4 separate regions of the Mus musculus genome follow, and regions 2, 3 and 4 are each linked to region 1. The links are chromatin contacts, called in public Hi-C and promoter capture Hi-C maps. All regions are on one chromosome and are shown on one strand. Each heading gives the region's core, a stretch centred on a gene start, on an enhancer-like site or on the middle of the called end of the contact. The rest is flanking DNA. Distances are from core to core; before and after follow the strand shown.

Region 1 (7,325 bases), core at 2,318-4,817:
CAACCCCCCTGGCCCTGCCTTCTGGGTGCTGGGATAACGGCCATTCGCCACTGGCCTCACTCCTGAGACCTTTCTGTGCATTTCAGTCTTCCGCAATGTCTGCAAAGAGCCGTGGGTTGCACATGTTCCGGTTAGCACTCCCAGTGAGTCGGGCTGCACTTCCCTCTGGATGGAAGGGGGGCAAAGGCTGTGGGTTTTATGACCTTATGAGCCACAGAAACTGCAATGACTGCTTTTTTTTTTTAAAGATTAATTTATTATTATACATAAGTACACTGTAGCTGACTTCTGACTCACCAGAAAAGGGCGTCAGATCTCATTACGGGTTGTCGTGAGCCACCATGTGGTTGCTGGGATTTGAGCTCAGGACCTTCGGAAGAGCAGTCAGTGTTCTTACCTGCTGAGCCACCAAATGACTGATTTGAACCTAAAGTCTCTAGTTAAATTGTCAGGTTTGGATAGAGGCCAGTGCCAAGCACCTTCCCAGGTAAAAAGGCCTTTTCTCTCCTGCCTTCAGGAAGGGATGGTGTAAACGTTAGTTTCCCGCCCCCCCCCCACCCCCCCCACCCCCCTGCCCTCTTTTCCTCTCCTCTTTCTCATCTCATCCCAGCTCCAAGCTTCTGGCCATTGTGGCAGGCTTGGAGGGAGGCAGAGCTCTGAGACCTGCTCAGCCCCGGCCTGCCTGAGCACTCACTCATTTCCTGACTCTCCCTAGGTACTTGTGGGGCGAATCACCTGTTTCTGCAACCTGTGGTTTGACAGAGAAGGGAGATATGGGGAGACTAACAATTCTGTAGGGGCAGTCCCCTCCCTAAACTCCAGTTGTGTGACCCAGTGCCAGAACCCTTAGTGAGGGCCTCATTAAGCAGGAGACCAGTTTTCAGCATTTGCATGTGATCTGGCTCTGCGTCCAGCATCATGTCCCATCATGTCAAAATCTTCCTATAATCCCAATATGATTGTGATTCCCCCACCTAAGGGAGAGGTGCTTGCTGGGAATGGAATCCAGGACATAGAACATGCTAGGCAAGGCTTGCACCGCAGAGCCAGCATTGAGTTCTGCCTGTGGTTTTCCCATAGGCCCACACAGGCAGCACATCAAGAGAAGAGTGGGCAGTAGACCTGAGTGCACGGGAAGGCTATGTGGTTGGGAGTCCCTGGGGCTGCATCCTCTAGCTGGATGTTGGGCAGAAAGGGTCCAGCAAGATGTTTCTTCCTTCCCCAGACATCAAGAGCTGGGTTGCCCACTTGTGGCTCATTCCTGGGCCTCATGGAGGTTGTGTGTACCCCGTTTCCTCTCTTGGAGTTCACCCGTGGGCAAAATAGAGGTTCATATTTTACTTGGTGGTGTAGGGTGACTCAAGGTGGTACCATGTGGGGTCCCTCTCCAGCCCATCTGCCACAGTCAAGCCAACACCTCAGTTCTAGTTCAGGCACAGAGTTTATTGAGGTGACCTCAGCCTGTCTACTCCTCTTTCTCATCCCCGTGGGTGATGATGTAGCAGAGAGACTTGTAGTCAATGTTGCCGGCCAGGTCCATGGGTGTCAGCGCAAACAGTTGCTCTACCTGCAGGGGGACAGCAGAGATGTCACCCTATGATACCCTGTCCCAACAGCTGTGCTTCCGGACTCAGCCTTTTCAACCCCAAACTGCAGTCTGCTGGATTTTCCTGTTTCTGAACAGATTAGGAAACAGGCCCAATGGGGAAGGGGCCAAAGGGCTCACCACATAGATAAACCCACCCTCTTGGGAGTCTGCGTCCTCCCTTTTGGGTTTTAACAGAGCCTATATCTCTTCTCAGAAGATCCTGTTATCCATTTGGCTCCCACCAACACAGCCCTGTGGGGGGCGTGAGGGGGGGGGCAGCGGGTCATGACAGGAACAGGAGTTGGTGGGTCTGGGTGTCTCACCTCAGCAGGAGAGAACTTGTCTGCCTGGGTCATGAGAAGCTGCTTGAACCTGAGGAGAGAGAATGCCTGAGCTGGGAGTGCGAGGCTGGGGCCCAGGGTAGAGCTGCTCACCTGCCTGAGGCGCACAAAGAACCTCACCACCTTCTGGGTTTCCCCATGGCGCCCGCCCTGGGGCATGAAAGGGCCTCACTTACTCTTCCTTGTTCACCACCCCCTGGCCGCTGGGGTCGAACATGCGGAAGGCACTCAGGATGGCTTCCTCGGGGTCCGTCCCTGGAGGGGGGGGCGGGGCGAGGCAGCCAAGTGAACTCTCAGATCCCCTGCCGCGAGGCCCCACCCAGGATGAACTTGGAGTACAAGGGAGCTTCTTTGTACTGGGGCCTGAAGGGCTCCGGCTATACCGAGTGAATAAAGGTGGGGTGGGGTAGATTGGAGGGTGCAGAAGAGACTTGAGTCGGAATTCAGAGTGTTTCTTGGGCATCAAAGGGGTTGGCAGGCCCGGCTGGGAAGTCAAAACTGTGATTAGGAAGTGGATATTTCCTGAACCCAAGCCAGTTCAGGCGCTCCACATCCTCTGCGTTGGCCCTGGGCAGGCAGGGTGCACAGGTTTCAGGGGAGTTAGGTTGAGCCTCACGTGGGGCTCCCGGGTCAGGTGAGGTCGGGTTTGCGCTGTGGCTAAGGAGACTCAGACCTCCTGCCAACTCACCATTGAGCTTCTCCCCGAAGAGTGTGAGGAAGACGGTGAAGTTGATGGGACCCTTCCCTTCCTGCAGCATGGCGTCCAGCTCTTCCTCCGGAACACTTACCCTCCCTAGGAGAGTAGGTCTTGAGGTGACCCAGGCCGCCCTCCCGGGCTTCCCAGGCAGTGAGGGCAGAGGCAGGGGCAGCTCTAGCTGTGTGGCAGGTGGGGGAGGGGGATTCCTGCCTGAATGAGGCTAAGTAGGAGAGAAAGGGCGGGGCACTGTCCTCTCTCGGAGCAAGTGCCTGAGGTGAACAAGCCGGGTCCCTGGGAGGTTGCTCCTGGACCCACTCACCGAGCTGGGAATAGGTCTCCTTCAGGTCTGATTTGCAGATGATCCCATCCCTGTTCTGGTCAATGCAGCTGAAGGCCTGTGAGGAGATGGCCTGCAGGTGGGAGCTGCTCACCCCATCTCTTCCAGGGATGGCGGGTAAGGGAGAGTCTCGGGTAGTATGAGCGAGGTTGGAGGCAGGAGCACTGACCCTCAGAGGAGAGCCGTGTGCATGGGGTATGAAGTGGCTCCCCGGATCGGGGAGAGGCTGTTTGGGATAGGCTACTCACTTCCTTGAATTCCTGAATCTGGGCTTGTTCGAACATTGAGAAGACATTAGAAGAGCCACGTTGTGCCTGCTTGGTGGCTGCAGCCTTGCCTCGGGTCCCAGCCTTCCTACTGGCCTGTAATACTGATGATCAGAGGGGTCCTCTCTCCAGTTCTCCAAAGACCTCCTCCCTACCTCATGTAGTCTCGTGGGAGTGCCAGGGAGAGGTGCCTTTCCCCACCCGAGATCACTTCCCTGAGCCCAGCACAGGCACACAAGTCCCTGGCTCTGTCCCAGGGCAGCTCAGAGACTAGCACCTGGGTGTGGCTGGTCTCTTGTTCCCCACCCAGCACTCACCATGATCTGTGGCGGTCTGACTGAGTGATCGTGCCACCCAGCTCTTTATGTCTCAGCCTTATCACCCAGAGGCCCAAATAAGGAGAGGAATGGATGATTGGGCTAAACTTGGAAGCCCCCGCTGGTGGAGAAAGACAGGGCTCCACATAGATCCTATTCACACTCCTGGTAACCTTCAGGCCCCCAAGTGTAACATCCTAGGATCCACCCATCCATCTCTTGTGACCAGGCTCCATGTCTTCCCTGGTCAGAGACGCTCCAAACGTGTGCTAGTCCAGGTCATGGTGGTGTGATTCCCTGTGATGCCTGCATCTGACCGTCCTCTCACCTGACTAGTGCTGTCTATACTCTGGGCTTGGGAAGCAGTACATGATTCTGAGAATGGTCTCTGGCCTGAATCCCCTGGGTCAGATAAAACCCCTGAGTTCTGGCCTGCTGGCCATCTGACAATGGACAGACAGCAGTTCTAACCAGGCTGTGAGCCCCACAGGACCATTGGCTTGATTTGGGGGTAACTCAGGATTGGAGTGACCGAATGCTGCTCTCCCTACATTCAGACATGCGCTCTTCACTCGGCCTGTCCTGCTGAGACGCGCGTACCCACCCTATACGGAATCTTGTGTTTCTTAAGCTCCATCTCAACTCTACCCTCCTCCTCCAAATTCTCTCTGACGTTCCCAACTGAGAGCTGTAGCCTTCTCCTGGGCACCCAGCTTGCTCCACATCTGGAATCCAGAAACCCTGGCACGTGGCAGGCCTACATGATGCTGTTTCACAGGAAAAGTTTTGGGTTCTTATGAAACTGGCCCACAAAGACCATCTCATGTTTCTGAATTTGGGACCAAGGGGCTTTGGTTGCAAGCAGCAGCCGTCAACTTTTGAGGACCTTAGTGTGGCAGAGGAGTCAGAGAAGCTGGACAGCTTAGGGGAGATCATGAGTAGGTCTCTGACTAGGTTCAGTGTTCATCCTCACCCCAATGTGGCTATGCAAGGTGAGTTAGGATATGGGCACTATCTCCTGTTAGGACTCAAGTCCCACTCCATCCTCTTTTATTTTGAGATAGGGTCGGCTATGTAGCCAAGGCTAGCCTGGAACTCACGATGTTTCCCAGGCTGGTGCTGGGATTACAAGTCTGTACCACACACAACTCCAAGGCCTCCTTTTGTATGAATATTTTATAACACCCTCCTAACTACCTGAAAACAAAGTTCAATCATTCAAGTTGGATGTATAAAGAGAGACAAAACAAAACAAACAAACAAACCAGCACAATGCCTCAGATCCCAGTATGTACGAAAAGATGAAAGACTGAAAATCTGTTCCAATGTGTGAGTGTGCCAATATGAGTGTTGTACTCTGTTAATGCAAATGCTCGTGTTGGTTCAAGAAAGTGAAGCCGATAGAAGCAATTCTACACGAGAATTACCAGAAAACAGCAAGATTTCAAGAAAAATGTGACTTTCCCACAGAACCACCAATTTGGGATTTTTTTTCTGAAGCAGAGAACAGAGTAAGCCTTTGACTCCCTGGGTTCCCAGTGAGAGATAAATGTGCATTAAACGCATACAAGTCCGTTCACCTGAAGGCATATTCATGCTGCATAGAAAAGCATTAGGTAGATTCCATCTACCAGAGCCTCTGGAGGGACCTTAGAAACTGTTTAATAGCTCCTAGCCTTGGCCCATATTGCTTCCTCCCTGGTTCTGAGATAGAATGTTGCTGAGACCATCCTAGAGCTGGACCAACCCCTCCCCTCCTCAGAGTGGCAGCTAGCCTGGCATCCTAGCCTCTATCTTTCACATGTTGCAAGGGCAGCTGGGGGTGGGGGTGGGGTCTGGGCCCAGCAGGGGCTATTCAGTACCCCTAGTGTCCCCATGCCTCCACATTCCTATTCCTATAGCCTACCTCTCACAGGCCCCTGGGTATAGTGTCTGGAGGACACAGCAAATTGAGACATGGCCGAGTTTAGGGAGTGTCTGTGTATATCAGTGACGTTTCTCTGTATGCTTTCACCACCATCAGTATGCACAGAGGCCAAAGAACAATCAGCAGGCCATGTTTAAGTAGTTTTAAATATTTAATTAAAAACTCCCCCATGGTTCCAAGCTGGTGTGGAGAGGGCGGCATGGCATCTGGGAAACCTGACAGGGATGAGGGACAGAGGGACCTGGGTGGTTTCCTGGAGAGATGCTGTGGGTGGCTTGCTTCTCTTCCCGGATCACTGATGTGAGTGTTGAAGCTGCCATCCTGCTAACAGTGCAGAGTGAGGCGCTCCCCTTCAGGTCCCCTAGAGCAAGGACTCTGGGCCTCTATCCTCTGGCATCTCCTAGGAGGGTTCATCCCAGAACTGTAAGCCACTCAGGGGTGGAGGTATATGAAGGAGACTGTCTCTGGAATGTTTGTGGCCTGGAAAGTCCCCTCCATGTAGCTAGATAGTCGGTCTCCCATGGTTTTGCAGCCTCTTCAGCCACAGGCAAGAAAACAGCCAGGTCTGGGCAGCCCTTACTCTTCTGGGGGCCCAGGTCTGGTCTGGCCAAGCTGCTGAAGCTACCTCCCCATGGAGATGTGTTCCCAGGGAAGCCAGGCCATTGCAAGTCCAGGAGGCACTCCCTTGGGAGGCCAGACCCACAGCTGTGGGAGGCCAGAAGCTGAAAGAGCAAGACCTGAGTGTGCTTCACCTTTCTCTGTAGTTGATTCTAGCAAGAAAGGCTTTTGGTGCCGCTGATCCTCTTGCCCCTTGCCCCAGGCTGAGAGCCCTAGGGCTGTCTCACTGGCTGACTTGGCTTGCAGGGGCCTCTCCCCATTTTCCAGGGGTAGCAGCAGAATAGGTCTCCTGCCCTAGTGGACTGGGAGCATTTGTGGGGTGTGGAGTCCCCGTGGAACCCAGGTCCCTGTCCTTGCCTGGATTTCACTGGCCCAGCATGCAAGCCTTCTTGCAGGCCACCGCAGAGACCAGTGCGGCTCCCCTGCCGCTGCCCTCCTCTGATTCAATGAAGGTGATTTCGCAGTTGGGTGTCAGCCTGCGCACACTGGCGTGAAACCGCTCCTTGAAGCTGAACAGGAGGAAAATGGGGCTGCTATTTCTGCTACCATCCTTTAGATCCCACCTTTGCCACCCCCGCCACGGCAGCCCACGCCCCACCAGGCCACGCCCCACCTCTTCACTCCCACCCCTCACCCCAGACTGCAGTATATATTCAGTATTCCAGGCCCAGGGAGAATCAAGCAGGATCGGCTCACAAAAGCCTGGAGTTGAAAGCCGCGCCCTTGGAGCCTCCCTTGGAGCCCGGGAGGTTGGAGCGCGAGCGAAGGTGGAGGCTGACCTCGGGTGCAGCTTGTACACGGAGCCATCCACGCCCACCGTGATGCGCATCACGTCCTCACTGCGGCTTTCGCGCATGCGATTTATGACCCCCGCTAGTCCTGCTGAGCACATGTGGGCGGCGCGAGTGGACACGCTTTCACAGGCACGGCGCACAATGTCGCAGTCGGCGACAGAGGGTCGAAGGCCCAGAGTGCTCAGGATGTTAAGGATCTGCCTTCGGTCCCCAGAGTCGCTGCGGGCGGTATTAGGGAGGGAAGTCACTGAGGGTCCTGGGGGAATGGGAATGCCCTGCCCTGCCCAGCAGTCCTTTGGTCAGCCCCCGGGTTTTCTCTGTCGTGAGGATGACAATGCCACATTCTCCGAGCTGTAGCATGAAATTGCAAGACACTGACTCTGGGTAGTGAGGAGTGACTGGGGAACGTGGACACTGAGTCACTGGACACTCAGTGTTAG
Region 2 (7,185 bases), core at 3,303-5,802, 280 kb after region 1:
TACTTAGCAAGGAAAAAAAGAAAAAGCAAAGTAAAAAGATAAAATGAAGAAACATTAAAATAACTTTTAAAGATGAAGTTCTGTATATTATTATTATTCTAATCCTCTCATATACAACTCTTTAAAAATAAAGTAGAAAATAGAACCCCAACATAAAAAATGAAGAGACAAGAAAAATGACTCCTGAACATGAAGTGATAGGCATGTATCTTCACACAAAATAAAAACTATTTCTAGGTTCTTTTTTCTTTCTGACTGTCCTGACCTATGTAAACCAGGGTGGCCTTGAAACTCAGAGACCCACCTGCCTCTGCTTCCTAAATGCTCATTCCCAAAAAGAACCTCCCCACTTGTTTCAGTTTTGAGATAGTATATCCCATAGCCCAAGTAAGCATAGTAATTACTATGTAGCCATAGAAATTATTATATAGCCAAAGCTGAACATAATTTCAAATCCTCCTGTCTCTGCCCTCTCAGGGATTACAGATGTGCAGTACCACGGCTAGCTATTAAAATAAATATTAAAACATCAGTGTGCACTACCTCCCAAATAAATCTAATTCAAATCCTAACTACCCACCCGGTGACTGACCAACTCCAGGAACTGGGCCTCTCATAACATTATGGCAAGGATACAACCCTGTACAGCTATCAGAAGGGATTTGGACAGCACTACCTTGTCATCAGCACCCCACTCCTGGGAATTCATCTTAAGAATACATTCCCCCCAAATTAAAACAACACACAGTATGAAGTTATCACTGTTATAACACATGTCCCAGCAAAACACTGGAACAACATGTAAACTGCCCTGCATAGAAAGCTGGCTGGTCATTTTGCCATGCACTGCACACATTATTACACGGGGCCAATGCTACAGTCATAGGAACAGACCTCCAGTGAGGGAGGATTGCCAGAGCCTGTGGTCAGCTGAAAAGTCAAATGTTGAGAACATAGAGAGTATATGATTTTTTTTATAAGAAACAAAAATAAGAAAAAGCTTGTGCATATATGGATGCTGTATTATTTACCTCTGAAGGGGGGAAAAGACAGAAATTCACCAGAATTCACTAAAACTCAAAAGGTGTTCTCTAACTTGAAATGCCAGGGTGAAAGAGAAACCTAGGGAGGCCCACCCGGATGGAGGGGTGGGGGAAGGATTGTGGGAGGGAGTAACTGGGAGGGAGGCAGTGAGAGGGATGTAAAGTGAATAAGTAAAATAATAAAATTTAATTTAAAAAAAGAAACTGTTCTCTAGAGAGCAAGAGGCAGAAAGAATGTAAAGCAACAAATGTGAACTCACACTTTGAAATGTTTTTACTTGTGAACTCCAAAAGTGATTTACATATTCAAAAAGTAAAGAACAACAAAAACCTCCAAAGTGTTACAATGGTAGAAATGAACCTGACAGTGTGTGAAATCGAAACCCAATGCTATCACGGATGGATGGACAGCAGATGCTGTCACGGATGGATGGACGGACAGCAGATACTCATATGCTCAGCTTAGCCGGCACACTCACTTTCATTGCTCCCGCTCCCTATGGCCTGTCTAGCTGGGAAGCTGTAGCTCATCTCCTAGCTCTGTAGGTAAATAGTTCCTTAGAAGCTGGGTTACAGGGTCCCAAATGCAAAAACTTGCAAAACTATTTAACACAGAGCCAAATTTATCAAAAATCTGTAGTACTTCCTCCTCACAATACCTCACAGCAAAGTACAAGGTAGCCAGCAGCCTGTTAGCACACTCCAAGTCTGCTCTTCCAGCACAACATGGAAACGGGTACCCATGTGGGAAGTGAGGAGCTTGAAACCTTCACGGCACTAACAACACTCTGCCACATGGTCATTTTAAACACCTAGCACAATTTTGGAAATTGAATTATAACTGCAAATATCTGTGTTGGGGATGGATTGTGAGGGTATCAGGAGACCTCTTATGGACAGAAGTGTCTGGAGCCAAGTAGGTACAAGGGTACACTCAGGCCCAGGCAGGGCAAACAGGTCCACATCACAGCTACCCCATTTCCAGGAAACATTTTAAACTCTTATTGTTCTAATTTTCCTTAACCTTATTTCTAAAGAAATGCTCAAATTCTCATAATCATTTGTAGTCAGCCACCATTCCCCCATAACTCCATTGGAAAAAAAGTTGCAAGACTAGAGATCAAGACAGCTGGAGCAAGATTATCCAGCAAAACTCTTCCCACCCACAGGCCCGGCTGATGAAGCAGAACACTATGCAGTCATTCTAGAAAATGCAGCCAGTAACTACCCACCAAGGCTAGTGAGGAGGAGGAGCAGCAGCAGCAGGAACTGACACTGGCTAACAACTACAGAAAGGGGAAATTTTCAACTACAAGAGACAAAGGAGCGGCAGGAGAGTCCTTTAGCTCTGTGGAGCTCTAGCAGCAGCTAACAGGAAGCTCTGGGTAAGCCAAGCAGGGGGTGGGGGTAGGGAGAACACAGTGAACTGCTGCTACCCAGGACCACCAGGTTACAAAGTCCCCAAGAGGAGAGCACATGACCAGCCCACTGATGCAGACCCCTGCAGGTCACAGGAAGAGAGCACTGGCCTCCCAAGGAGAAGACTCTAGTCTGCACTTTGATGGGTTTGGCCACCTACTGAAGGCTGAAGGGAGTCCTAGTATGTTTCCTTCTCTGCATTCAACAGACCAGAGATGCAAGAAAATTGCCTGAGGTCTTCCCTAGATCCCAATAGCAGACAGTACTGCCACTAAGAGACCAGAATCCACAACCCTAGTGAAGAACGGGTAGATGAAAAACAAACACTAGGCAGCAGAAGGCGCTGGAAGGAGGTGAGTCCTTTCCAACGCACACACAGCACAGCACAGCACAGCGGTTCCACCCGCAGATCAGTGGGGTTTGCTTTCAGAGGCAGACTGTGCCCAGACACAATCAGCTGCTCATTTAACTCTGGGACAGCACAACACCCACTCTAAAACTCCCACTCGTGGGTGGCCAGGAAGAACCCTTCCTTTGTCTCGTCCTGACTTGAACTGCATGAGAACTCAAGGGAACAAAGAGCCAGTAAGTCAGAAGCTCCTGACCGCCCTAACAGAGCCAGTGGAGACTGGGCAGAGGGCTTGGGCTGAGCTGACACCCTCAGCCTCATTGCCTCAAGACTCTGAAACAAACGTTTACTCATTCCACATTGGTTGAATCCAATAAACAAACCCAACACATCTGTGAAACTGAGCACATATACATCCTAAGGTTATAGCTGAACTCACAAGGCTGAAGACAATACGAGGTAAAAGGAAACAGCGATAAGAAAGCGCAGGGTGAGGTGTAGGTAGGAGAGGCTGCTACAGGCCTCAACAGCTTCGCAAAATGTCTGAAGCAGGGCCCGACACCCAGTTTCTCCCCTAATTGGGAGGGATGTTCATGGCACACCATATGCTAGAGCATATCTACTATGAAAAGGGAAAGAAAGCCAGCAACCTCCATGGACAGCAACCTCCAGACAGATCTCTAAAGGGAAAAGCAGCTCCTCACCCTGTGGCAGGTTCTCAGGAAGATCCCAAAAAGGCACTGTCTTGAAAGGAGGTGACAGCTCCATCCATGCATGTTACTACCCCAAAGACCTTCCAGGAGAACAAGCTATGGAGGTGGAGAACAGTAATATTGATATCCTAATCCGGTATATACGTGGGTGGGTGTTAGCTTTACACACACACAAATACAAATTTAAAAATACATATATCAGAAACAGCTTTCAAGTAATGATACAAAGAAAGACAACAGTGTCCTCTTCCTCAGGAAACAGCAACCAGAAGCTGCACTGGCGGGAGGGCCCCAAGGGGCCCAGGATTAGGAGACTGAAGTGTCCTCAGTGAATTTGGCAGTGGTCTTAGACGCAGCTTCGGTTACCCATTAAAAAAATCTGACATCACTTGACTTTTCCTGGGTGCATCCCTAAATAATGAGGTTCTGAGGATTCTGACAGCACAGCTGTTTATTGTGTGCTAATTTATGTATTAATTATAAGTCGTGGGTTTCATTGTGGCATTTCCACACTTGTAGAGTGTCCACTGATCAAGTTCAACTCCCATTGTCCCTGCTTGTCCAGCCCACTCCTGCTGAACCCTTCTTCCTCTCTAGTCCTCCTACCTTCACATCTTTATTAATAATTCCATTTGTTTATTTTGGGTCTTCGTTCCCTGTTAGCCCTGGTTGTCCTAGAACTCACTCTGTAGACCAGGCTGGCCTTCAACTCTGCAATCCGCCTGCCTCTGCCTCATGAGTGTTGGGATTAAAGGCATGTGCCACCACTGCGCAGCTAATTTTTTCTTTTTTAATTATTTGTATGGATGTGTGCAATGTTGAGGCCAGAAGGTAATTTGTGGGGGTTGGTTCTCTTCTTCTACTTTGGATCCTAGGTATTAAATTGTCAGATTGTCAGACTTCTGCAAGTGCTTTTAGCTGAGCCATCCTGCCGGCGGGCCCTATTGTTTTTTAAATGACCCACATGAATCACAGAAGGAGCGGAAGTGAGGGGTTCATAAGCAGATGAGCACCTGACCAGCAGGGTGCACTACTACACTGGAGGGAGCACCTTTCCCTCTCCCAGCAACAGCTGCCTGTATATAACTCCTCAAGGGTAGGAGGACCTCAGGAGCTTCCCTCCTCCACGGTGGATGCTATTGGGGTCAGTCTTGTGTAAGTAGCCACAGCTGTCGGGGTTTTCGGGCATGCAGTAGCCATGTTATGGCTGGAAGTCAGCATTCCACAGGACTGAGCCCATTTCTTCACCTCTGACTTTTTTCTCCTTTTGATTCCCTCAGTGTTCCCTGAGGGGTGTAGAAATGTCTCCTTTGTGGCTGAGGACTCAACTCTTATTCTCTCCACTTTGACCAGTGATGGGCTTCTTTCTTGAGGTAATTGGGTTGTGTAATTGGTTTGGGGTCTTTGGGGGTTTTTTTTGGGGGGGGAGGTGTTTGGGTTGTGTTTTTGTTTTTGGGTTTTGTTTTGGTTTTTGGTTTTTTTTTTTTTTTTGGTTTTTTAAGACAGGGTTTCTCGGTTTAGCCCAGGCTGGCCTCGAACTCAGAACTCTCTCTGCCTCTGCCTCTGCCTCCCAAGTGCTGGGATTAAAGGCGTGCGCCACCACTGCCCGGCCAAAAAGAGAGTTATATCCGTGAGTTTTGTCTGCTGTTTGTGTGTGTGTGTGTGTGTGTATGTATTTTTCCCTGGAACTGGAATTACAAATGGTTGTTAGCCACTGTTTGGGCACTAAGATTGGACCTGAGTCCTCTAGAAGGGTAGCTAGTGCTCTTAAACCTCCAAGCCACCTCTGCAGCCCATGGCTTTGCTTCTTTACACTCAAAGCCATCACATTCATTTCTCCCCTCTTGATTCCATCCTCTGCTCCCCTTAGATTTTCTTATGGATGAAGAGTGAGTTTGAAGACCCTACCTTCGGTTGCTAGCTCCTTGGCTCTCAGGGGTTGCTGCAACTCAGTGGGCCTTAGTTTTTTGTTTGTGGCTTACAACCATCCATAACGAAATCTGATGCCCTCTTCTGGAGTATCTGAGGACAGATACAGTGGACTTCATATAATTAATTAATTAATTTTTAAAAACCTGGAATACAGTCACACATTTCTTAGTGTGGTAAGTTCTGAGAACTGCACAGTTAGGTGATTTAGCTGTGGTACACACATCATGGAGTGTGCTTACATAAAGATGGTAGTATATTCATAAGCCTGACCGTCATGTTACTGTACTGAATACTGCAGGCAGTTGTAACATAATGGTGAATATTAATGTTTAAAAATAGAAGGACAGCAAAAAATAGGGTGTAAAAATTAAAATGATACACCTTCTAGGCACTTGCCATGAAGAGATTGCAGGACTGGAAGTTCTGTGTGAGCCAGTGAGTGAGTGGGTGTGAGCACAGATGCCTGGTTAAACTGGGCACTACACTAGAGTTCAGCATTGGCTTAGCTATACTATTCATAAAAAACGTTTTCTTTCTTCTATAATAAACGTTAATATGCCTTTATTGATTTCATAAATTTATTAATTTTTTAAACTTTGACTCATATAATAACACTTGGCTGAAAACGTGAACACATTGTACTTAGTATCACTGTATTTTATTCTTCTATTAATTTTTCTTCATACTCATTTCACTTTATTTTTCTTATATAGAATCTCTTATGTGGTAGCAACAGCTGGAGCCTGGGTCTTCTGAACAGAGACTCTGGTATGGGTTTCTACAAGATGGTCAGTGTACTGGTAAGGAGACTTGATAAACACGGTCTCTTTCCAGAGTCTGGGGGTCAGGTATTGTAGGTCTAGGAGATGCCATAACAAATGACCTTGGCAAAGTTGCCCAGGGTGGCAATGCAGCTCCTGGCTTATGTGGCACAGTCATCAGTGCCAGCACCTCTTTGGACACCACCATAGTGGTCTCCTACCTTGCACAGAACAGTGTGGGGCTTGACAATCTTGCTCTCCTAGTAGCCTCTCCACACAGGGACGAGGGAAACACCAAAGAGAGCTAGCTCCCCCACAAAACTGACCATGCTGCTACCACAGGCTTGACTTGAACACACCAGTTCAGAGAGGCTCATTCCCCTCTCTGAAGCTCTCTTCCTACTCCCTCCACAATAGTCTCTTCAGATCACCAAATCCAGGTTCACCAAGTGCCACCTATGTGCCAAGTACTAGGATCCCCTGCAAACAGGTAGACAAAGTCCCTTCCTAGGAGAGTCCCAAGACCTCTCATCTTCAAGCTGCCTCAGTGACACTCCAAGCCTCAGCCAGCCTCCATTGCATCTAAATGTGAATGAATGCTTTAAATGCAATAGTCCTGATCGTCATAAAACTCCAAACCCATGTCCACAGATCATTCTGAAATGCCACCTAGACCTCTAGTCAGTCTCAATTCCTTAAGTCAATAAAGCGGTAACTCCCCCACCCCCATCTCCCACAGAAGCCTTCCTTCCTGTGCTTTAGTGATTGTCAGCTCCATCCTTTCAGTTGCCTGGCAACAAGCTTGACAGGGAGAAAAATACACTTACATTTAAAATTCTAAGTGCAAAAAAATACATATAATTTACTACTAAAGACAGTCATTATATAGTAATAAAATATAATTTATCACTAAACATAATAAATACTAAACAGTCTATATACCTACAAAACCAAACAAAATTAAGTAA
Region 3 (7,149 bases), core at 4,189-6,688, 330 kb before region 1:
TCACCTGGCTCTTCCGAATTGGTGGCGGGTCTATGCCCTGAGGTTCTGGGCAATGGACTAATCCACCTTGGTGACCATTGGCTTTTGACTCAGCCTTCTTTGCTGAAGTCTTGTGTCTCCTTTTCCAATAGGAGCTGCCCTCATTTCCTATGGAAAACCCTGAGAGTGAGAGAATGATCAAAACCTTCCTGATCCTTCAGTGTGCTTTCTGGAATTGCTATGTGGTCGGCTGGGCCTCCACTCATTTTTACTTGGCTCTAATCAGAAACCCAGAGAGAGTTTAGATGGCAGAGTGGCTTGACTATCCTGCAGTTGTGACTGACCCCCCAGCTATGTAATTCCTTCTGTGAGCTCAGAGTTCTCTGCCATTTTCAAGGAGTTTATCCTGATCTCCTTTGGAGCCTTCCTTACTGACTATTTTCTCACTCTGTCCCTGAGACAATTTCAGTTCTGCTTTCCATATTCTGTTTTAAATTTCATTTTATTTTGCTACACTATTTATGATGTGTCCAAGTAAACTTTAAATTTCTTCTCTTTTAAATTTGATGCATGTATACAATGTATACATGTATTCAAACCTAGTCCTCTCTCCTTCCCCCATCTGCCCTTCCCCAAGCATCTACCTCTGAACTTCATACCTTTTAAAAAAAGATTCACTTTTATTTTTATTTGTGTGTCTGTGTAAATGGATGCCACTGGTATTGAACGTGTTTCCAAGGCCAGTAGAGGGTGTCACTTCATCTAGCCGTAGAGTTTCAGGTGGTTTTAAGCTGTCACAGGCTCTTGGGAACAGGATTCAGGGCCTCATAGTACAGCAAACCTCTTAAGCTGGCCAGCATCTCTAGTCTCATGCTAGATTAATTAATTCATTAACTAGAGACTGGAAATTGCTATGGCGCCTAGGCTGTCCTGGGACTTGCTGTGCAGACCAGGATGTCCTTGATATCAGATAGATCTTCTAGCTTCTGCCTCCAGTGTGCTGCGTTGAATGTATGTGTAAGCAGACTCAGTTCCCTTGCAAGATTTTTTTTTTTTTTCTGAGACAGGATTTACCTGTGTTCTGGAACTCACTCTGTGGACAAAGCCGGCCTCAAACTCACAGAAATCAGCCTGTCTCTGCCTCCCCACTTCTGGGACTAAAGGCTTGGTCCACCACTTCTCAGCTCTTGTTCTGGTATTTTAATTCTTTTGACTTGTGGAGCTCTGGAGCACATGACCAAAGCTGCTGTGAGGTTGTGTAGAATAGCCATGTCCTGTCCAGAAGCCAGCCTTCTACAGCATTCTTCTCTTCCACCCTCTCTTCCTTGATGTTTCCTGAGCCTTGTCAGGAGAGGGTTGGTGTAGATATTCCCTCCACAGATGATCGATCATTCATGGTCTCCTTTCTCAGCATTTGAACAGCTTTGACTCTTCATTAACTTCCAGCCTCTGCAGCAAGAAACTTCTTTGATCCAGGGTGAGAACCACACAGATCTATGGAGACAAACACCCAAAAGTGCTTAGAAAGGAGTTTAACAACATGGCCTCCCAGGGAAACATTAGTCATTCATATCCTATTACATGCATGACGTAATGTGACCACAATCTATTCTAGGGATTCACACAGTGAAAGAAAGCTTGATTTTTGTTTCTGAGACTGGCCTAGTTCGTTCAATATGAATATTCCTATCTCCACCCATATTCCTTACATGTTATGAGGTCATTCTTTTTTGTGGATGGAAAGGATTCCATTGAGCTACACACCACATTTTCTTTATCCATCTCCATCTTTTGGGACACCTAGATTTGCCCCATAACTTTAGTTATGGCGAGTAGCGCTGTAGGAACCCTTAGCGTGCATTCATCTCAACAGTGTACACAGCAGGGGCTTTGCATCAATACTCAGGAGTGTACACCACCTCACATGGTTTCAGTCTAATGGTCCTTCCATAGGATCCAAAATCATAGGTAATTAAAATCATCTCTACACTTAACAACAAGGCACCTCTGGTTCTCACTGTGATTACTGCGAAGGCCTAGAAAGTCACATTCTATCTGGGTAAAAAGTCACATTCTATCTGGGTTGAAGAGGAAGGTGGTTATCGAGTATGCCCTATAGATTCCTTGTAGGAAAAGGGGTTTAGGATCTTCACTTATTATTATTATTATCTGCAAGAAGACAGAGAACTGGCCCATGAGGTGTTTGGAGATGAATGGCCAAGTGTTGACATTCAAAATGGGTTTTCAGGAGAAAGGACCAAGGCCTTGGGGAGGATGAAAGTAGTCCTGTGGAAGGGCAAACATGGATGGGAGGTCCCTGCATGAGTGGCAGGGGACAGTGGGCCCCCACAACACTGTGAAGAGTGGGGCTGAGCTGAGGGGAAGTCTTTCTCTTCCCCGACTGACTGGCTGACTGACTTCCTTACTTCCTCCCTTTCTCTTGAGATTGGTCTGTCTGTACCCCAGGCTGGTCTCAGCTTGTGGTTGTTCAACCTCTGGCACCTTTCTGCTGGAGGTTTGGTGCCCCATCCTCAGTATTTGGTAAACTCCTGGAGTTGGATGACTTAATTCAATCACATTAGATCTAATCAACTCGATTGGTTTTAATTTGGGGAGTGTGGGCTGGGTGTGGTGGCTCAGGCCTTTAATCTCTCCCACCACACAGGAGGCAGAGACCAGAGAACTCTCTGTTTCAGGCCAGTCTGGTTTGCATAGTGAGTTCCAGGATAAGTGGGGCTACAGAGTGAGACCCTATTCAAAAAAGAGGGGGTACATTTGACACCCACTGTCTTTTTAGATTATCATATCCAGTGTCTTTAAGCCAGAAGCTGCAACCTTCTGTTTGCCACTGCTAAGGACACTCATATATTGTCATTAGAATGGTGATTTAAGTTAGCATCTGAGAAGGCTTGTCTGTGCCTAAGACATATCTTGTTGGAAAGAGGAGGAAGAAGTAGTGATGGGGTCCCCTGCCATGCTGTCCACTGTCCCTTTGTTCCTGGCTTTGACATCCACCTTGGCTGTCAAGGGACTGGGCTTGGTGCCGGGCAGAGGAATGCTGGGGCTAGGAGCCTGTGCTCCTTGTTTGGAGAGTGTTATCAGTTTTGCATAGGTACTGTTCAGAGTGTGAGGTTTTATTATGGGCGTTGGTATATATAATATTATATCACCTGATTGGCCTGTCCTTTTCCCAAAAAATCATCCTTCGGGACCCAGGTCATGTCCATTGCCCTCTCTTGTTCTAAGTGATCTCCCTTTTCTGCCTACCAACCTTGCCCCAGTGTTTGCCGAGCTTCATTCATTATGGAAGAAGTGAAATTGACAGCATTTCACACAGTCCCAGCAACTGTAAACTGTGTGATGTAAGGTGAGAGGACTATCATAGCTTTCCTCAGTCTGAAGGCAGACAATGCTCTGGAGGTGCGACACTGAAGGCTTCTTGGCCTGCGTGGTTTTGGGATTGACCTGAATGGAGTGACAGAGACTGAAGAGATGACACAACACAGAAAAGCTGGGACTGGGTGGTCTGCGGTCTCTGAGAGAGATGCACTAGCAAGATGGAAACTCAGTGTGGTGGTTTGAATGAGAATGGCTCCCATAGCCCCATAAATTAAATGCTTACTCAGCAGGGAGTGGACCTGTTTGAGAAGGAATGAGAGGCGTGGCCTTGTTGGAGGAGGCGTGTCACTAGGGGTGAGCTTTAAAGTTTCAAAAGTCCACACCAAGTCCAGTCTTCTCTCACTCTCCTCTCTGCCTGCTGTCTGTGGATCAGGACGCAAAGCTCTCAGCTACCACCATGCCTGCCTGTGTCCTACCGCTGATACTCATGGACTCACCCTCTAACACTGTAAGCAAGTCCCCAATTAAATGCTTTTTAAAAAAGAGTTTCCTTGGTCACGGTGTCTCTTCACAGCAATGTAATGGTGTCTTAGACCCTCGACATATTTATTATCTGTAGCTGAGCAAGGGTTAGTTAATCTGGGTAGGGGTGTCTCTATTGGGGAGCCATCTCAGCTGCTGACATCAGGAAGAGGAAGCTGTGGGTTTTATCTCCTGTACACACTGTCCACACTCATTCTTGAACCAGGGGAGGCCTCACCAGTCTCATGAATCGCGGGGGGGAAGGGGGGCAGCAGTTGTCCTCTTTAACCTGACCATGGCGCTCATATTGAGAATGCTTGCTCATACAGGGGTACACTTGCTCCTCACATGGTGGGGCTAGTGGTCAGGTCTGGATCTCTTCCTCTGAGGCTCCTTCACAGTGTTAATGCAGGCTACTTCACCACTGCTCATCTCTTGGGTCTTTCTTTGTGAAGCAGGGCAGATGCAGAGCGGGGTGGGTGTTACATTCTCTACTTCGACCCTCCTGGGCACCGTTGATTTTTGGGTAACAGCATGGATGATCTGCATGGTCTGGAGCTAGGGGTAGCAGTGAATTTGGATCCTGCTTCTGTCGTCGATGGCACCTAGGAAGTGTGAGACAGGGCCCAGGCAGACGATGGGATCTGGAGGGGAGATTGCAAGTGGAAGGCAAATACACAGTAAAGAATACAGAATGTGGAGAAGATATTAGCCAAAAACTAGGGCAGAGAATTAGAGATTCAGTCAAATCCTGGCTGGAAACTGCTACTCACCAGTAGTATACATGAGGAGTTGGTGTGTGGTGGCCAGAAAGATGGGAGAAATGTAGAACCAGGAGGAGGGGGAGAGGGAGAGGGAGGACCAGGACAATGGGGCAAGGCTATGACACAGGATCCAGCTGCCTAAAGTGTCATTCTAACATAAATGGAAAGAGATTTCTGAGACAACAGTCAATCAAAAGGTAAAGTTTGAAATATTACACAGTGATCCAAATAAACCCTGAAGATTTAAAGAGGAAAAAACATCGAGCAGAGACCATGCTGAGGAGCAAATAAGTGGGCGAGAGGCAGCAGACGCATGATCTCATTTTATCTGGACAGTGTGCAGCTCCCTCCACACCAGCACGCACACCACCACAAATACTGTCACCGTCTACGAAACCACTAATGCAGCATTCTATTATTGCAATTGCTAGTCTCTGGGAGCGGGGGTAGGGGTGTGTGTAAACATATGGAGATTCTGAGATTTCTTCGTTTGCTTGCTTGCTTGTTAGGAAAGGGTCCTACTACGGTCACCCAGTCTGGCTGGGCATGCAAGATGATGCTGGCCTCAAGTTCGAATTCTGAGGAAGGTTTTCTTGGAGACTAGACTTTAGAGGCCTGTAGATCTATCTAAAGGGAGTTATGTTTCAAGACTGAGTAGGCCTTAAGCATCGGGACCATCTGCCTAGTGGTGCACACGTTTGATGCTTGAAGGCACAGTTGCTCTTGAGCCTCACATGCGTGCTGAGCACTGTTGGCTACGTGCTTTGATTGGTTGCCTGGGGAGTGGGGGGTGGGTCTCTGGAGCACGTGCACACGGTGTTGCTGGGCAACGACAGTCCTGCCAACTGCCTAAGAGGTGGAGGGATGCTAAACCTTGGGGCTCTTTTGTGGGCGCATCCTGGCGAGATTCTGAGACTTGGTTGGCTCTCTTTTGGGACTGGCTGGCGGTGGCTAAGACTGGGACTTGAAAGAACTGGTTTGCTGTGAGCACCGAGGTTGTTACTGGGAGGGAGGAAGGCGTTATAAACACTGAGTTTTGGAGGGGTAGAGATAGGGTGAAGGGCCACAGTCTGAGCCATGAAGAAGATCTTCAAGGGTCACTCGCCTTGGGGCTTTCTGAGCTTTAGGCATGCTGAGAACCAAGAACCTCCCAGGTACCTCACTGGGTACATGCCTGTGAAAAGGATCCACAAAGCTGCAAGCGTGGGGGACATACCCCAAGTGCAGAAGATGCTCGAATTTGGGGATATTGACGTGAACGTTACAGACCGGAAGAAAAGGTTAGAGGGTGCGGGGTGGGAGCTGGGAGGTGGCCCAGAACAGGGGTAAATGAGTGGCAGCAGGGCCTAAGGAGAGGAAACTGATCTTGGCCTCGGGAGTGGAGAAGGGAGGCTAAGGCCTGCTTTAACAGGAGGTGCTAGCCTTTCTTCCTACCACAGGTGCCTCAGCATCTGAAACCCTGGATGGGTCCAGAGCCCAGACACTCTTCATGAGAAGCAAATAAAAAACTAAACTCATTTAGTTTAGTCGGTTTCCAAACCCCATATAATTCTGTTTTTAGAAGACTCTTGACAATTTAAATGTGATTTCTCCTGCACATGGAAAAAGTTAATAATGCGATGGGTCCTAAGGAAGTTCATTCAATAAAATTCCATATTCTTTTTATTTCACGGTAACGGAGGACTATAAGTTATTTATTGAGGGACCTTACACGGAGGCTGGAGTGTCAGCAGGGCTTCACGTCCAGTTATTCAGGGTAGCCATCTTTATTAACCAATGCTGATTCATCCATTAGTTCGCCTGGCCCTGAAGTGGGCTAGTTTGATTAGCATCCATCTTCATTACATAGTACGTGAAGCTCCAAAGTTCCCACAGGTGCTCCATTAGCTTCGGTTGCTTCCTTGATGCAGAAGCAGATGGTCCACTGGTGGCCTTCACATCTTAAGAGACCATCAAAGCCTTGGAGCTTGCCAATGTGGTCCCTAGTTCAGGACGACCGCAGTCAACAACACGTTCCCAATCTTCCTTTGCAAATTTTCCCGTGTCTCTTGCAATGCCCTCTCCTTCGGGGTCCTCCATGTTTAACTGCTCTTTCTTAGCACTGCTAAATAGAAAAAAGAATGTCAAAACCGGCTATTCTGCTTCCGAAAAGTGTGAGCTGCCTCCTCACATTGCACAGTAGCCCTCAGGCGCACTCTCTCTCCCAGGACTGCTCTTCACTACGCCTGTGCTCACGGCCAGTCAGAAATGGTGAGCCTCTTGCTGTGGTATGACTGCAACATCGAAGCCCGAGACCGAGAGGAAAGCACAGCTCTGATCAAGGTAACCAACAAGCGGGGCAGAAGATGAACTAGCACAACCCCCGGATTCTGAGGTGTGGATTATAATTCTAGACTTTCTTGAACTGAGTCTGTTTCCTTGGGACAATCCCCGCAGGCCACACAGCGCCAGCACGAGATCTGTGTGAAGATTCTTCTAGAGAACGGCGCCGACTCCAACGCCGTCGATATCCATCAGAACACCTCCCTCCACTACACGGTCTACA
Region 4 (7,143 bases), core at 1,316-3,815, 390 kb before region 1:
AAATTTTAACAGCCTTGTGAGATTCCAAGTCGCACCCCCCCCCCGCCCCGCCCCTGCCTCATGGTTGTGGATCAAGATGTGAGCCCTCAACTACTGCTTCAGAGTCACACCAGTGAAGTCTGGTGTAATTCTGATAGGCCTGCCTTTATATGTTACTTGACCTTTTCCCTTACTGCTTTTAATATTCTATCTTTATTTAGTGCATTTGTTTTTCTGATTATTATGTGTCAGGAGGAATTTCTTTTCTGGTCCAGTCTATTTGGAGTTCTGTAGGCTTCTTGTATGTTCATGGGCATATCTTTCCTTGGGTATGGGAAGTTTTCTTCTATAATTTTGTTGAAGATATTTACATGTCCTTCATTGAAAATCTTCATTTTCATCTACTCCTATTATCTGTAGTTTTGGTTTTCTCATTGTGTCCTGGATTTCCTGGATGTTTTGGGTTAGGAGCTTTTTGCATTTTGCATTTTCTTTGATTGTTGTGTCCATGTTCCCTATGGAATCTTCTGCACCTGAGTTTCCCTTTTCCATCTCTTTTATTATGTTGCTGATTGGTTCCTGATTTCTTTCATCTCCAGAGTTGACTCCCTTTGGGTTTTCTTCATTGTTTCTACTTCCATTTTTAGATCTTGGATGGTTTCGTTCAATTCTATCACCTGTTTGGTTGTGCTTTCTTGTAATTCTTTAAGGGATTTTTGTGTTTCTTCTACCTGTTTAGCAGTGTTTGCTTGTAATTCCTTGAGGGATTTTTGTGTTTCCTCTTTAAGGGCTTCTACCTGTTTAGCAGTGTTCTCCTGTATTTCTGTAAGTGAGATGTATGTATGTATGTATGTATGTATGTATGTATGTATATATGTATGTGTCTCTGTGTGTATATATATGTGTATTTGTGTGAGTGTATGTGTATATGTGTGTGTTTGTTTATATGTGTATTTGTGTATATGTCTGTGTGTTTGTATGTGTATATGTGTGTGTGTGTGAGTGTGTGTATATGCATATGTGTCTGTCTGTGTGTATTTGTGTCTCTGTGTATATGTGTGTATATGTATATGTGTTTGTATATGTGTGTCTGTGAGTACGTGTATGTGTGTGTGTGTTTGTGTGTCTGTGAGTGTGAGTGTCTGTGTATGCACACACCATGCAGACTTCATAGGATCACTAACTTGCTGAGGTTGGTTCTGTCCTCCCATATCCATGTGGGTCTTTGTTGTGGAATTGAAATCCTAAGCCTCCTCAGAGTTCGCGCTCACACCCTCCCACCCCACCCCCACCCCCGCTCTGCTGTTAGACAGCTTCTTTCCATTCCAGCCCTCACAGCTTGTGTGTGTGTGTGTGTGTGTGTGTGTGTGGTCAAATAAAAGGATTAAAAGTGAAATCAGATGTATTCATCCCCTTTGTATCTTTTCTACAGGTGTGTATACGCTTTGTCCTCTCAAAGGTCAGGAGAGGGCATTAGATCCCTTGATTGTGAAGTTACGGGTGGGATGGCTGTGACCCACCATTCGGTGTAGGAATCCAATCTGTGTTCTCTGCAAGAGCAACGAGTGCTCTTAACCACTGCACTGCCTCTCTAGACCTTTTTGGGTAAAATTTAAATCATATCAAAATAAAAGATTTCAGAAATTTCAGTGCCAATGGAGTGATTTCTTTTCTCCTCAGTGATGAAGAGGAGCCATGATGGTTAAACTTCTTTAAAAGAAAGAAGACAAACTGGCTTTCCTTGATGCCTTTGAACCTGAGTCCAGAAGACTTAGGGACAATGGATAGCTAAAATTTATTTATATCTGAAGTTGGGTGGCAGGGTGCACTCCAGAGGCAGAGGCAGAGGCAGGGGGATCTATCTCCGAGTCTGAGGTCAGCCTGGTCTACAGATCGAGTTCCAAGACAGCCAGGGCTACAAAGAAAAATCCTGCCTCAAAAAATGGAAAAAACAAAACAAAACAAACAAAATACATTAAAACAAACAAACAAACAAACAAACTGGATTTATTCTCTGCCGCGGCTGGGAGTGGACACCTTTGTTCAGCAAAATGAACCTTTTCCTGATTGTGCACTTCCAGGCCCTGGGCAAGCCGACTCTAGCACTCTGCAAAACCCCACCTCCCAAAGGAGGGTTGAACTTCTTGGAACCCTTAAAAACTACCAGTGAACTTCAGGAAGTAACCCACGCAACTCTTTCCCAGAAGAGGTCAATGGTCACAGAATCGTAAGAAACACCACTCTGACCCCGGGACTTCCTGCCTCCACACTCGGAACATCTCAAAGTTCAAACTGCTCAGGAACTGACATCCGGCTGACAGACGGGGAGTGTCGCTCAGTGGTAGAGTGCTTTCCTACATCGGGAGAGGCCCTGGCTCCTATCTCCAACTCTGTAAAGAAAAGATTAATACTATGAAACGAAAATAAACCAGGCTTTAAAGAAAACAAAAGCATGAGAAGAAGAAATCGCTTTCCCTGGGGTCTGGTTCCGTCGTCGTCCCCACCCCCGCCCCGCCCCCATGACTGAGTCAAAAGATTTCAATGCAACTGGTCAAACCAAGAGTGCCTGCAGAGATCTTGCATGTTTTCCTAAAGCCATCAGACAAGAGTACAACAAAGAATGGGCAGATGTGCTTACTCAGGACCAGAACACCTCTGACCGATTAGCATTCCTCTCTTAACCCCGCCCCCCCACCCCCCCCATGTAAACAGTTTCACCTCATAAAACCAGGTTTTTTGTTTTTTTTAAAAAATATTTGGTTAAGGGGGCTGGTGAGATGGCTCAGTGGGTAAGAGCACCCGACTGCTCTTCCAAAGGTCCGGAGTTCAAATCCCAGCAACCACATGGTGGCTCACAACCATCCATAACAAGATCTGATGCCCTCTTCCGGAGTGTCTGAAGACAGCTACAGTGTACTTACATATAATAAATAAATAAATAAATCTTTAAAAAAAAAATATTTGGTTAAAAAACAAATAAAACAAACAAACAAACAAACAAAAAAAGCAGACCAAAATCCAAAAAACTCTTGGGCTATCAAGATGGCTCAGTGACTAAAATTACCTGTCACCAAGCCTGATCCATCCTCAGGTTGACCTTTAACCTCCACACTCACACCTGCCATATGTACAGAAACATGCTCTCCAGCACACGCACACGTGCGCGCACACACACAACTAATAAACAAATAAATGCGATGCATTTTTAGAAGAACATTCTCAAAGACACGATAAACCCCAGGCTAATACATTTTACTAATTTTTTTTTTTTCTGAGACAGGGTTTCACTATGCGGCCCTAGCTGTCCTTAACTCACTCTGTAGACCAGGCTAGCTTTGAACTCAGAAATCTGCCAGCCTCTGCCTCTCCAGTACTGGGACTAAAGGTGTGTGCCACCACCCCCTGGCTTTACTTATCTTTTAAATCTTATTTAATTTCAAGCTTTTCTTACTTTTTCAACCTTGTAAATTACACCATTTAAAAAATATAGCATAGAAAACTACAGGGTTGTATCTGTAGCTTATACACGGTTGTATCTGTAGCCTCTGTAAACACAGCTTAGTCTGTTTCTCCCCTGGCACTTTTTGCAAGATTAACATTCAAATTTTATTTCACAAGAGAAATGAATTTTATATAAGAATTTGTTCTTCATCCTCAGCTGGATCATTTAAGAAAGCTTGGGTATTTTACTCCTTTCTCCCTCCCTCCCCCAAAGGGTCTTGCTATGTAATTTAGGCTAGCCTCAACTTGAGACTATCCTCCTGCTTCAGACTCCTAAGTGCTAGGATTACATCTACCCATCTTTTTTTTTTTTTTTTTTTTTTGAAGATAAAGTGATTTTATTTGAATTTTTGACGACTATATCTTGTTGTATAAAGGGAAGAGTGAAAGATAAGAATTGACCATTTCAAGGCACATTACAACACTCAGTCATTTTAATTTAATTATTGTTTTGAATATTAACATGGTTGCCTCTACACTAAATGAAGGACTTAATAAAAGATTGTAATAGGAAGAAAGTTTTGCTATAAATGTTGTTCCTTGGTATCCCCTAGAATCTTAAGCAGGTAAATTTTGTACACATGGATTCGTCCTATCCTCTTAACTACAATGTTATTTTGTTTTTATTAGCAGCTGCATAGATAATTATTGGCAGTTCCCTTCCTTGCAAAGTTGTACAATATTTATTAATTCTACAGACCTTGCTAGTCTTCTCTAAAATGAAAGACAACTGTCTGGTAAAACAAGAAAGGTCCCTCAAGCTTCAAATCTGTTCGACATGACATTTCTTAGGAATGTATGCTAGGGACATATTTAAGGATAATTTAAGAGTTTCATTTAAAAACTACGAATTTAGAGTCTATTTCTAAACACATTATGAGGCCCAGTAATTCACAACTGAATAGTGGAAGAATATAATTTGTACAAAATAACTTGTAAATTTAGAACAAAATTTTACGTCTTTGATTTTAAAATACAGCAGTTAACTTTCCCTCAACTTCTATTATTTTCTTTTTTTTTATTTTTTTTACGTATTTTCCTCAATTACATTTCCAATGCTATCCCAAAAGTCCCCCACACCCTCCCCCCACCTACCCATCTTTTATTTAAGAGTGAATTTGGGGGCCAGTGAGATGACTCAGGGTAAGGCACTTGCTCCACGCCTGATCCGAGTTTGGTCCTTGGGACCCTCTATGGAATGGAAGAGCTGATGACCACAAGTTCTCTTGTGACCTCCACAGGAGTGCAAAGGTATAGCCACGTGCACACTGTATGCCTGTTCACACTCAGACACACAGAATTAATGGCTCTAAGTGTTTAAAAGTTCCAAGTTTGTGAGACGATAAAATGTCATCCCAACTTCCTCTCTACGTTTCTCTGGTTTTGGACAGATTCTTATTTCGAAGCCCAGGCTGGCCTTGAATTAATCTTTCTCCCTCAACTTCTGAAGTGTACCACTAAGTCCAGTCCTTTTCATCTTGATTGGTGTGTTTGGGTTAGTCCTCCTCAGTGTGATGGGCTTATTGTTTGCTTGTTTTGTTTATTTATTTGTTTGCTTGTTGCCGAAGTTGTGGCATTACCACAAGCAAAATGCACATGAAAATCGTGGTACGAAGCATGCTGAATTCTGTGCCCATTCTTCAGAACAATTTCTACACCTGACTAGCTGATTGTCAGGCGGATAGATGTAGGCAGGAACCAGAGGCAGCCGCTACCTTCAAGGTCTGCTCTGGGGATGACAGGTCGGTCTGAGCTATAGGAACAGCAGGTACAATCTGGAGGGATGCTTGCCTTGAGTTCAGAGCAGTGAGTCTTAGCGAGAGGCAAGGGATTTTGTAGGTAAAGACCCCAGACATGCTTTAAATACCTCGTGTGGCACAAAACATGGGATAACCTCCCCACAAAGAATTGTCTAGCGCCAAATGTCAATAATTCTGAGGTAGAAAAACTGACTTAAACAGAAAGAGGAAATGGGATTTGTGAGCATAATAAAAGGGAAGGAGGGGCTGGAAAGATGGCTCAAGCTGCCAAGGTGGCCACCACAGAAGCATGAGGATGGAGCCCTGTTCAAGTCTCCCGCACTCACATGACAAAGAGGCACACTGGCACACGCCTGCACACCCTGAGGAGGAGACAGCACTCACATGACAAAGAGGCACACTGGCACACACCTGCACACCCTGAGGAGGAGACAGGAAGATCCCTTGGTTTGCTGGTGAGCCAGGCTGGCCACAGTGACTCAGTGAAACCGTGAGTCCCCAAATAGGGTAAAGAGTGATAGGCAAGACCAGAAGCCAGTCTCTGGCCTTTGAACATACACTCCTGTATGAACACTTGAGTGCACACACGGGTGACCGCAAGCGCATGCACACACACACACAACCCATCTCACATGAGACAGGGCTGCAGCTGAGACAGGGATAAACAAGAAGAGTCATCAATGGTCCTAAGCTGATTATCTTTTAATCACTCACAAGAGTGACTCCTGCTAAGTGTCTCATCTTATCTCCTGGCATCAGAAAGCAGGCTACTGTGGCAGGACCAGCTACTTGCAGATGCTCTCTCTGCTCAGGGGTGGTTCCTCCCAGTGCTGGCAACCCATCCATGAGAGCAACAAAAGTCTCAGTGTTCAGAGAGGCCATCCCAGGCAGTGGGGAAAGCAGGGATCATGCTTTCTGATATGTCATGGGAACCCGGCTGCCCTGGTATTTACAGTTCTTGCATAACTGTGCATGTGGGAGTGCTCAGTCCTGGGTAGAAGGCCATGCTCTGAAGCCATGAGGTAGCCAGGCTCTTTCTCACATCTTTAGCATACATGAGCTTGCTTTCCTCATACTTGCAGAATGGCCACTGAGACCCTCTCCAGTTTTGGAACTAGGTCAACTTTCCAGGCAGGATGAGAGGAAAGGAAGTGAAGTCAATAGGTAAGAGGTGAAAGGCTCCCAGCGAAGTCCTCACCACTGAATAAACTTCCTGGAATCCTCTACGCCTCCGAACTTCTGCTGACACATTGGTTCAAACTGTACCACACGGCCATCTTCAGTTTCACGAGAATCTGGAAGCTGTGTGTTTTCAAGTAGGCTCTTTGAACAAAATAGACAGGAAAAAAACAGAGCAGATAGACACTCCGCAGGCTGCCAAATGAGCGTTTCCAGCCCTTCTGTGTCCACGATGAGACAGCCTGCCTCTGAGTTCTGCCTTCATGAGAATGGTGGAAGACAGTCTTCAGCATCGGACCAATGTTCTGCCATTTAAAGTCTATTGCAGGCTAGGTGTGGTGGAGCATGCTTGAAATCCCAACTGGGGGGAAAGCCAAAAGGATTGTGAATTTGAGGCCAGTAAGCCATGCTCCTCAGAGAAATGAATGAATGACAGAAAGGAAAGAGCACGGAAGGAAGGAAGGAAGGAAGGAAGGAAGGAAGGAAGGAAGGAAGGGAGGGAGGGACGGAGGGAGGGAGGGAGGGAGGGAGGGAGGGAGGGAGGGAGGGAGGGAGGGAGGGAGGGAGGGAGGGAGGAAGGAACTCTTAGGAAATCTGGCAATTCAATTGCTGTCCAAAGGTCCTGAGTGGACTTGGCAGTTGAGAGTGTGCATTGCAGGGACTCTGGCCATCCTGCACATGGTGAGCATGGCTCTGCAGCCTCACCCTTCTCCCTCCATTCCTT

What was found. Promoter capture Hi-C pulls out the DNA fragments that hold promoters and counts their contacts. Hi-C and Micro-C count contacts between places; a contact is called where the count stands out from the background.
Region 2: a contact with region 1 is called in a promoter capture Hi-C map of stem cell-derived epiblast-like cells, with 3 times the contacts expected there. The contact joins the enhancer-like site here to the promoter of Myl7 in region 1. A contact is called at or near these places in 8 of 39 promoter capture datasets (the 3T3-L1 cell line, the HPC-7 cell line, cranial neural crest and 5 more), 2 of 484 Hi-C or Micro-C datasets (nephron progenitors and ventral hippocampal neurons), 9 of 115 datasets of contacts at active chromatin or transcription factors (bone marrow-derived macrophages, double positive thymocytes, embryonic stem cells and 3 more) and 4 of 9 other capture datasets (adipose tissue, liver, macrophages and 1 more).
Region 3: a contact with region 1 is called in a promoter capture Hi-C map of embryonic stem cells, with 2.6 times the contacts expected there. The contact joins the promoter of Ankrd36 here to the promoter of Myl7 in region 1. A contact is called at or near these places in 8 of 39 promoter capture datasets (the C10 cell line, embryonic stem cells, maxillary cranial neural crest and 4 more), 1 of 484 Hi-C or Micro-C datasets (embryonic fibroblasts), 1 of 115 datasets of contacts at active chromatin or transcription factors (embryonic stem cells) and 4 of 9 other capture datasets (adipose tissue, embryonic stem cells, liver and 1 more).
Region 4: a contact with region 1 is called in a Hi-C map of the C2C12 cell line, with 2.5 times the contacts expected there. The contact joins the enhancer-like site here to the promoter of Myl7 in region 1. A contact is called at or near these places in 8 of 39 promoter capture datasets (the C10 cell line, the SN4741 cell line, cranial neural crest and 5 more), 4 of 484 Hi-C or Micro-C datasets (the C2C12 cell line, the P5424 cell line and cortical glia), 6 of 115 datasets of contacts at active chromatin or transcription factors (embryonic limb bud, embryonic stem cells, forebrain and 1 more) and 1 of 9 other capture datasets (pancreatic islet).

Annotation. Positions count from the first base shown.
Region 1 is chr11:5,895,215-5,902,539 of GRCm38.p6, forward strand. It overlaps Myl7 (myosin, light polypeptide 7, regulatory), which reads right to left and starts at 3,568. Exons shown (of 7, transcript NM_022879.2): 1 at 3,547-3,568; 2 at 3,212-3,325; 3 at 2,946-3,021; 4 at 2,618-2,722; 5 at 2,106-2,184; 6 at 1,912-1,960; 7 at 1,423-1,567. The coding sequence starts at 3,549. The coding sequence ends at 1,466. It overlaps Gck (glucokinase), which reads right to left. Exons shown (of 10, transcript NM_001287386.1): 9 at 6,871-7,104; 10 at 5,606-6,600. The coding sequence ends at 6,456.
Region 2 is chr11:6,176,504-6,183,688 of GRCm38.p6, forward strand. The region is part of intron 2 of Nudcd3 (NudC domain containing 3); the gene reads right to left. Among named protein-coding and RNA genes, the nearest start is that of Nudcd3, 20 kb to the right of the region's middle. Within about 2 kb of position 4,553, at least 33 of the 459 cell types and tissues checked have an H3K27ac peak or open chromatin away from gene starts, as enhancers often do. A contact at or near this core is called in double positive thymocytes, embryonic stem cells, pancreatic islet and 1 more, where this site is marked.
Region 3 is chr11:5,564,246-5,571,394 of GRCm38.p6, forward strand. Ankrd36 (ankyrin repeat domain 36) reads left to right here and starts at 5,439. Exons shown (of 27, transcript NM_023816.3): 1 at 5,439-5,884; 2 at 6,812-6,926; 3 at 7,041-7,149. The coding sequence starts at 5,682. It overlaps Gm39573 (a long non-coding RNA gene), which reads right to left and starts at 4,873. Exons shown (of 3, transcript XR_872233.1): 1 at 4,614-4,873; 2 at 4,079-4,484; 3 at 1,146-1,473. It also overlaps the pseudogene Gm3186.
Region 4 is chr11:5,503,821-5,510,963 of GRCm38.p6, forward strand. Gm11963 (predicted gene 11963) reads left to right here. Exons shown (of 3, transcript NR_166837.1): 3 at 1,660-2,429. Among named protein-coding and RNA genes, the nearest start is that of Xbp1, 13 kb to the right of the region's middle. Within about 2 kb of position 2,566, at least 121 of the 459 cell types and tissues checked have an H3K27ac peak or open chromatin away from gene starts, as enhancers often do. A contact at or near this core is called in embryonic stem cells, hepatocytes, pre-B cells and 1 more, where this site is marked.